2 separate regions of the Mus musculus genome follow, and region 1 is linked to region 2. The links are chromatin contacts, called in public promoter capture Hi-C maps. All regions are on one chromosome and are shown on one strand. Each heading gives the region's core, a stretch centred on a gene start, on an enhancer-like site or on the middle of the called end of the contact. The rest is flanking DNA. Distances are from core to core; before and after follow the strand shown.

What was found. Promoter capture Hi-C pulls out the DNA fragments that hold promoters and counts their contacts.
Region 1: a promoter capture Hi-C map of liver shows a contact between it and region 2, with 4 times the contacts expected there. The contact joins the promoter of Cnp here to the promoter of Tubg2 in region 2. A contact is called at or near these places in 4 of 39 promoter capture datasets (hippocampal neurons, liver and neutrophils), 1 of 115 datasets of contacts at active chromatin or transcription factors (double positive thymocytes) and 1 of 9 other capture datasets (liver).

Annotation. Positions count from the first base shown.
Region 1 is chr11:100,572,734-100,576,760 of GRCm38.p6, reverse strand. Cnp (2',3'-cyclic nucleotide 3' phosphodiesterase) reads right to left here and starts at 1,822. Exons shown (of 4, transcript NM_009923.2): 1 at 1,693-1,822; 2 at 1-525. The coding sequence starts at 1,695.
Region 2 is chr11:101,153,102-101,157,213 of GRCm38.p6, reverse strand. Tubg2 (tubulin, gamma 2) reads right to left here and starts at 1,330. Exons shown (of 11, transcript NM_134028.2): 1 at 1,046-1,330; 2 at 654-766; 3 at 294-461. The coding sequence starts at 1,094.

The DNA.
Region 1 (4,027 bases), core at 573-3,072, 580 kb after region 2:
CAGCTTCTTCAGGTCATCGGCCGACAGCTGCCATTGGTTCTTCTCCTTGAGCTGGGCACAGTCTAGTCGCCACGCTGTCTTGGGCTCCACCAGCACCACCTGGTACTGATACTGGTCTGCCATTTCAAAAAGCTGATCCAGCCGCTCCCGCTCGTGGTTGGTATCATCAAGCACAAGAACCCTGATGTCCCGGCGGCAGTAGCCAGCCAGGTCCTCGTCTAGACGCTTGTACGCCTCGGAGAAGTCTGCCCGAGAGCCAGGGATGATCTTGTAAGCATCAGCGGACACCATCTTGGTGCCGTCGTGGTACTTCTCCAGGATGAGCCGAGCCAGTGTGGACTTGCCGCTGCCCGGCAGGCCGCGCAGGATGAATAGCGTCTTGCACTCGTGGAGGGTAGCCACCGTGTCCTCATCTTGAAGGAAAGGGAACTGCAGCTCTGGCTTCTCCTTTGCTCCTGAGGATGACATTTTCCTGAAGAAGAGCTTGGGCAGGAATGTGTGGCTTTTGCGGGTAAAGCTTGTGTTCTGTGTAAGAAGGGAGGAGGAGATGTCAGCCCCGGCTCCTCAAAGCCAGCCCGCAAGCACCACACCCTAGTCTCTGGCCGAGTTCTCCCAGAGGGGGACCGCTTGTCAGTTGAGGAATCCCCAAGCCTAACTTAAAGCACCCTTGAATGGTGGATGCTTTCCCCGGAGGGGAATGGTGGATTTTCTTCCTCGCAGTAGATCCTTCAGTATCTTCAACAGCTGGGTTGTAAGGTAGAGGGAATCTTTCTGAAGCTACCTAACCTCTTAGTCTCTGGCTCCAAGGATCACTCTCTGCTCCCCCTCAGAACACCTTGGTGACAGGGCACGCAAGGGCAGCAAGTGCCTGTGGCTCCCTGTCAGCCCTAACTTATATATTCTTGGCACCTCTTAAGGATGTCCTGTTTGGAGGCCTGGGGCTCTATGTATGGGCAAAGCCACAGCTGCCTTGGCTCTCTTGAGTGTGCAGAGGAGGGTGAGGGCAGGGGAGGGTGACCCAAAGACCGCCTCCCTCCACCCAACAATGGCACCAACAGATAATACTCTCTTGTCTGGGTATAGGGGGACAATGGTCCCACAGAGGGCTGGTGGGGGGCAGGGCAGGAGGGCACTGGACAAAGGGCATATTCACAACCACCTCCTCCTCTGCTCTCTCAGTGCGCCCCCTCCCCCAATCTGTAGGATTAGGGCACAGGGCACCTGTATTCAGAGATCTGTGCCCCCTATTCTGCTGTGTGTTAGCAGCACCTCTCTGACAAAAACAAGACATAGCGGTTTCAGTTGTCATCTACAACGGCTTCCGCCCCTGAGAATTTAGCTGGCTTCTGGCTTCTCTATAGCCTTGTGCAGGAACCCACTCCCAGCGCGGGCTCCACAACAGCCCTGCACTCTCTGGTGCTACCCAGACCCATTTGCCAGCTGGTGTCGCCAAGGAGCATCGACTTTCACTTCCCTGCGGCGATATTTCCTTCTCCAAAGACACTAAGACTCCCCCAAAATATCCCCGCTCGCGCCCCTTGCCTTAGGGCTGCCTTGGAGGACCCAGAGGCAACTTCAACTCCGGAACCTGGTGTCCTCATTTGCAAACTACTTCTGCCCATGCATCCCCAAGAATCTCGCTTTCAGTTAGCCTCTCTCCCGCCCCGGCCCCCACGCACGCGCTGCGCTCACCATGATGAGTGGGCGCACCGCCGTCACCGCCTTTGCGGGTACTATGTCTCCGGGGCCGCCCGCCTGCGTGAGGGACACGGGCGTCTCCGGGTGTCCGGGGCCCCCCCACGCAGGGTCCCTTTCATAGCCTGGGGGCGGGGCGCGCGGACAGGGCGGGGTCAGCCCGAGCCTCTGCGCACGCGCCCCCGGGGAATGGAAACCTGAGTGCCAGGAAGCAGCGGTCTGAGCCTTGGCAGAAAGTAAAAGCACACCTGGACTCTCAATGCCAAGAAAGAGTCCGCCACGCCACCTCTTTGTTCCTTAAAAGTTAAAGTTTAACTTTTTCCCTTCTCTGAGACAGGAACTCACTATGTAGCCCTGACTGTCCTGGAACTCACCATGTAGATCAGGCTGGCCTGGTACAGAGATCTGCCTGCCTCTGCCTCCCAAGTGCTTGGATTAAAGACATCACCAGGAGAGAGATGAACTCTTAAAACAGGAGGCAGTTGCCTTTCCTGGGTTCCCAGGCAGGCTGGGATGAAATGGGTGCAGTCAGATAGTTTAAAATTTTGAAACAGGCTCATAGACCTTATCACAACTGACATGTGAAGGAAGTACCATTCAGGCCACGAAACCAGGCCGATAGGCATCACCGCCTCCTAAAACAAAAACAAAGACCTAATTCATCAAAGTCCATAATTCTGGGAAAGGCCCTAAATGTCCTAACCTTGATTTTTGGCTCCTATAGTCTGCTTCTGACTTAGGTGTGTCAACACAGGATGTGGTTTTTATGATTAAAAGCCTACCCTGAGAAAAGTGCTGGGTGGTGGTGGCACACACCTTTAATCCCAGCACTTGGAAGGCAGAGGCAGGTGGATTTCTGAGTTCAAGGCCAGCCTGGTCTACAGGGTGAGTTCCAGGACAGCCAGGTCTACACAGAGAAACCCTGTCTCAGGAAAAAAAAAAAAAAAAAAAAAAAAGTCTAGTGAAGGGGCTGAGGGGCTGGCTAATAAAGACTTTCTATTGGCTTCCGCTTGGGTCTAAGCAGTCTTCTTTGCTGGATATCCCCCAAAAAAGGTTTGTTTTAAAGATGAATCTCATGTAACCCAGGCTAAGTTCAAACTCTCTATGTAACAAAGGGTGACCTTGAACTTCTTATCCTCTTGCTGGAAATTCATACATACAAGAACATGTCAGCTGTTTAAGATGCTGGGGTTCCTGCAAGCTAGGCAAGTGCATCCTAGCTTCGAGGACGTGGTGACATTGTTCACTTTCACTTTTTTCTTTAATCCCAGCACTTGGGAGGCAGAGGCAAGCAGATCTCAGTGAGTTCCAGGCCAGCCTGATCTGCAGAGTGAGTTCCAGGACAGCCAGGCCTACAGAGAGACACCCTGTCTCAACAAAACAAAACAAAACAAACGGATATATAATTATATATAATTTCTCAGGAGCAGTTGAGATATAGCTTTGTTAACATGGCCACGTTACCCTGAGTTGAACTTCTAGGCCATGAATGATAGAAAACCAACTCCCTCGACTTGTTCTTCTCTGACAGCCACAGGCAGGTAGTAGGTGTGTAGGTCCGCACACATAAATGCACACAAAAATAAATTAAAATGTACTTTTTATTTCTTTGAGAGATCTCTCTGTCCAGCTCTGGCTATCCTGGAATTCACTGTGTAGACCAGGCTGGCCTCAAACTCACAGAGATCCGGCTGCCTCTGCCTCCCTGATGCTGGGACTAACAATGTGTACCACCACTGCCTGGCTTAATAGATGAGTTTTATTTTATGTGTATTGGTGTTTCGCCTGCATATGTGTCTATGTGGGGGTTTAGAACCTTCTGGAACTAGAGTTATAGACAGGTGTGAGCTGCCATGTGGTTGCTGGGAATTGAACTCAGGTCCTCTTAAAGAGCAGCCCTTGCTCTTAGCCTCTGCGCTATCTCTCCGGCCTCATTTAAAATGTAATTTTAAAAAGACATGATTTAAAATACTTTTATCTAGGGACTGGGACTATAGCTTGGTGTTAGAAGACTTGTCTAGTAGGCACAAGTTCCTGGACTTGACCTGGGGATAAGTTTGGGGACCAAAGTCATTCTGCCTTTGAATTGCCTCTCACTTGACTGGAATCCTGGCTTCATCCAGCCTAAGTCATCTTTATCCCTGCTTCTGGACCACATGGCAAAGGCCTTGCATGATGGTTTGTATATGCTTGGCCCAGGGTGTGGCACCATTAGGAGGTGTGACTCTGTTGGAGAAAGTGTGTCACTGTGGACATGGGCTTTAAGACCCTCATTCTAGCTTCCTGGAAGTCAGTCTTCTCATAGCAGCCTTCAGATGAAGATATAGAACTC
Region 2 (4,112 bases), core at 81-2,580:
TTTTTTTTTTTTAAAGATTTATTTATTATTATATGTAAATACACTGTAGCTGTCTTCAGACACACCAGAAGAGGGAGTCAGATCTTGTTAGGGATGGTTGTGAGCCACCATGTGGTTGCTGGGATTTGAACTCTGGACCTTCAGAAGAGCAGTCGGGTGCTCCTACCCACTGAGCCATCTCACCAGCCCCCGTCTCTTTATTTCTTGCAAGTCTAACCTGGACGGATCCCCAGACTGGCTTGAGCCTTTCCTTATCCTAGGCTAGGATTACCAAGGAACTCTAGGAGTGACACCTGGGAGAATCCTCTGCCCCAGTTGTTGCCAGCTCCTCCGCCATGCTCCGACAGGTAGATGTTCTCCGGGTTGTAGAGCTTAGCATAGGAGGAGTTGAGGATGGAATGGATCACCCGGGGCTCCAGGTCCAGCAGCACAGCCCGGGGGATGTAGTGCTCATCATCTGCCTGTCAGAGGTAAGCCAGGATGGGTCAAGTCCTGAAGCCTCCCAACTCTGGCTCCTGCAGGCCCTCCCTTAAGATAGCCACTCTGTTCCCATCCATCCACTCAGAGAGTTTCCCAGCACCAGATCGCGCTGCCAGTCCCTTCAGGTCCCCATGGTCCTGGTCAAGTCACTGGGGGGGAGGGGCGGGGGGCACCTGGTAGAAAAAGACATCCTTTCGGTCAGTGCCCTCGGTGGCGAACTCCTCTACGATGCCCTCGGGGCTGATTCCATGTTCAGCACACAGCTGTTTCCAGAACTCGAACCCAACTGGGGGAGGAGGAAGAGGCCCAAGTCTGCTACAGCTTTAAGGCCTGAGGAGCCCAGGCTCAGAGGCTATTACATTCCAGAAGGTGACCCAAGACACCTGGGTCTGGAAGTTGTCACAGCCCAGGGCTAAGGAGGCAGCTCTTGCCTGGATCATCATGCGCAATAGAAAAGGTGGATCATGGGAAGGACAAAGGGGATTGATGGGTACCAGGCACTTGAGTGCAGCCTGAGGGATTGAACCAGAGGGATAGAAGCGGGGCACCGTGGTCGCTTGCTCACTCTGGTTGCCGCACTGGCCCAGCTGCAGGGTGATGATCTCCCGGGGCATCGCCGATCAGACCTAGCTCGTCCGCCCCGGCCTGGCGGCGGGGGTCACGACTGAGAGGAACTCCTGCCAGCCGGAGGCGCAGGACATGGGGAACGCGCTGTCGACTGATGTTTTGACGCGGGCGCTGGGTCTGCGCGTGTGCAGTGTGGGCCTCTCCGCAGCCGGCGGGCGGCAGAGCCCATCCTGGGCATCATTTTCTCTCTTAGCAATTGCAGCTGGAATTCAGCACAGGCGCAGAGCGAGGCCACGCTTCCTGTCACTATGTGCGCTTGCGCACGGTAACATTTGGCCAGCCGAGGATCCCCAGGGGTGTGGGGGAGGGAAGGGAGAAGTGGCCAGGTGGATGCACCAAGTGTGGGAGTCACCTGCCTACACCTGCCGGATATGCTAAATTGAGGGGCTACATTTAAGCCAACTCTTTTCAAGTGAGCATGCAAGGGAAGTGCTACTATATGTGGGTGTACATGTATGTGTGTTTACATATATTCTTTTTTTTTTTTTCTTTTTGGTTTTTCAAGACAGGTTTCTCTGTGTAGCCTTGTCTGTCCTGGAACTCACTCTATAGACCAGACTGCCTCAAACTCATAGATCTGCCTACCTCAGCCTCCCGAGTGCTGGGATTAAAAGCGTTCAGCTATTTTCATATTCTTACACTATGAAAAATACAAAGTTTGTCAGCTGGGACCAGGTGTGGTGGCTCGTGCCTTTAATCCCCAGCACTTGGGAGACAGTGGGAGGCAGATCTCTGTGAGTTCTAGGTCATCCTGTTTAGTGAATATCAGGCCAGCTGGAGCTACATAGTGAGACCCTGGGTAATAAAATAAGTCATCTCAGGCTGGCAGGTGTCATAAAGGCCCTTACTGCCAAGCCTGACCACATCGGAGTTTGATTGCAGGGTCCTCATGGTGGAAATAAGGAATCAAGAACGAACTCCTGGATTATCCTTTGACCTCTCTATATGCGTACTCTTGGAGTATGCAAACCTGCAAGGAATAAATAAATAAATGTAATTAGAAAGTACGTCCAGACACTGGTTTAAGTTCGGGGACCCCAGTGGAGAAATCAGGGCAAGGACTGAAGGAGGCTGAAGGGATTTGCAGCCCCATAGGAAGAACAACAGTATCAACCAAACAGAACCCCCTCCCCCAAAGCTCCCAAGGACTAAATCACTAACCAAAGAGAACACATTGGGGGACCCATGGCATAGCTGGATATGTAGCAGAGGATGGCCTTGTTATACATCAATGGGAGGGGAGCCCCTTGGTCCTGTGGAGGCTCAATGGTCCAGGGTAGGGGAATGACAGAGTGCTGAGGCAGGAGTGGGTAGGTGGGTGGGGGAGCACCCTCATAGAGGCAGGGGGAAGAGGAAAGGGGATAGGGAGTTTGTGGAGGGGAAACTGGGAGGGGGGATAACATTTGAAATGTCAATAAAATAACCAATAAAAATGAAAATATAGGGGCTGGAGAGATGGCTCAGTGGTTAAGAGCACTGACTGCTCTTCTGAAGGTCCTGAGTTCAAATCCCAGCAACCACATGGTGGCTCACAACCATCCATAACAAGATCTGACACCCTCTTCTGGTGTGTCTGAAGACAGCTACAGTGTACTTAAGACATATAATGAATAAATAAATCTTTTTTTAAAAATGAAAATACACACAAACACACACAAACACACATATATATATATATATACATATATATTTGAAAAAGAAAGAAAGTACATCCAGATAGAGGCATACCTTTCAGTTGAGCACTCAGAGCCAGAGGCAAGTGATTCTAATCTACATAAATTCTAAGACAGCTCAGGCTACATTGTATCTTAATTAATTAATTAAGTTATACCTTTACACCTGAGTTTAACCAAAAGGCAGAGAAGGGATAGTTGTATCTTTTTTAAAGGTACCAAATTGTTTTTGGAGACAGGCTTTCTTTGTGTAGCCCTGGCTGTCCTGGAATTGGGTCTGAGACCAGGCTGGCCTTGAACTCACAGAAGTCCACCTGTCTCTGACTCCCAAGCGCTGGAATTAAAGGCCTACGTCACCACTGCCATGCTAAGTTTACTATTTTAATCTTTTGTTAAGTGTGAGACCTTTTTGTTTTGATTTTTTTTTTTTGAGGGGGCTGGAGAGGCCTGGATCCCTCATGTGATCCAGGTTGACCTCAGTGCCACTCTGTAGCTCATAATCTTGATTTCTTGGTCCTCCGGCTGATGTTTCTCAAGTCCTAACATCACAGGCTTATGCCACTACAGCCAGAATTTTTTTGTCTTCCCTAAAGCTCCATATTCCTTCTTAGATGTCTCACCCCGCCCCCTCTGGCCCTGCCCCTCTCCAGCCCTTGACATTGACCGTCCTTTCTGTTAGGGATTTGCCTTCTCTACCTACTTAAAAGGATTCATCTAATACTTTTCCACTTGTTTCTGCCCATTTCTTTTCTTTAGGATTTCTACAGATTGTACCCAAGTCAGGACATTTTGGCCTTTTTAAGTTAAATAATAAGCCAGGCAGTGGTGGCACATGCCTTTAGTCCTAGCACTTGGGAGGCAGAGGCAGGCAGATCGCTGAGTTTGAGGCTAGCCTGGTCTACAGGGCAAGTTCCAGGACAGCCAGGGCTATATAGTGAAAACCTGTCTCAGAAAACCAAAAAAAAAAAAAAAAAAAAAAGTAAAATAGTAATAGTAATAAAATGGAAAACTAAATAAAAAATAAAGAATATGCATGTGTGTATGCGTGTGCTTGATCCATTCTTATCTTAGCGACCTCTCCTCCCTCTTCCTCTTGTGGTGTTGGGAACTGAATCTAGGATTTTGCTCTCATGAGGCTAGTACCCTTCCTCAAGCTACAATCACAGCTCTCTATTTACTTAAAAACAAACAAACAAACATCATTGGGTTGCAGAGATGGCCCAGCAGTTCAGAGCACTGGGTTTGGTTCCCAGCACTTATATTATGTGACAAGAATTTTCCTGAGGAGATGTAACATACACATTACTCACTCCAGATAGTACAGACAACACC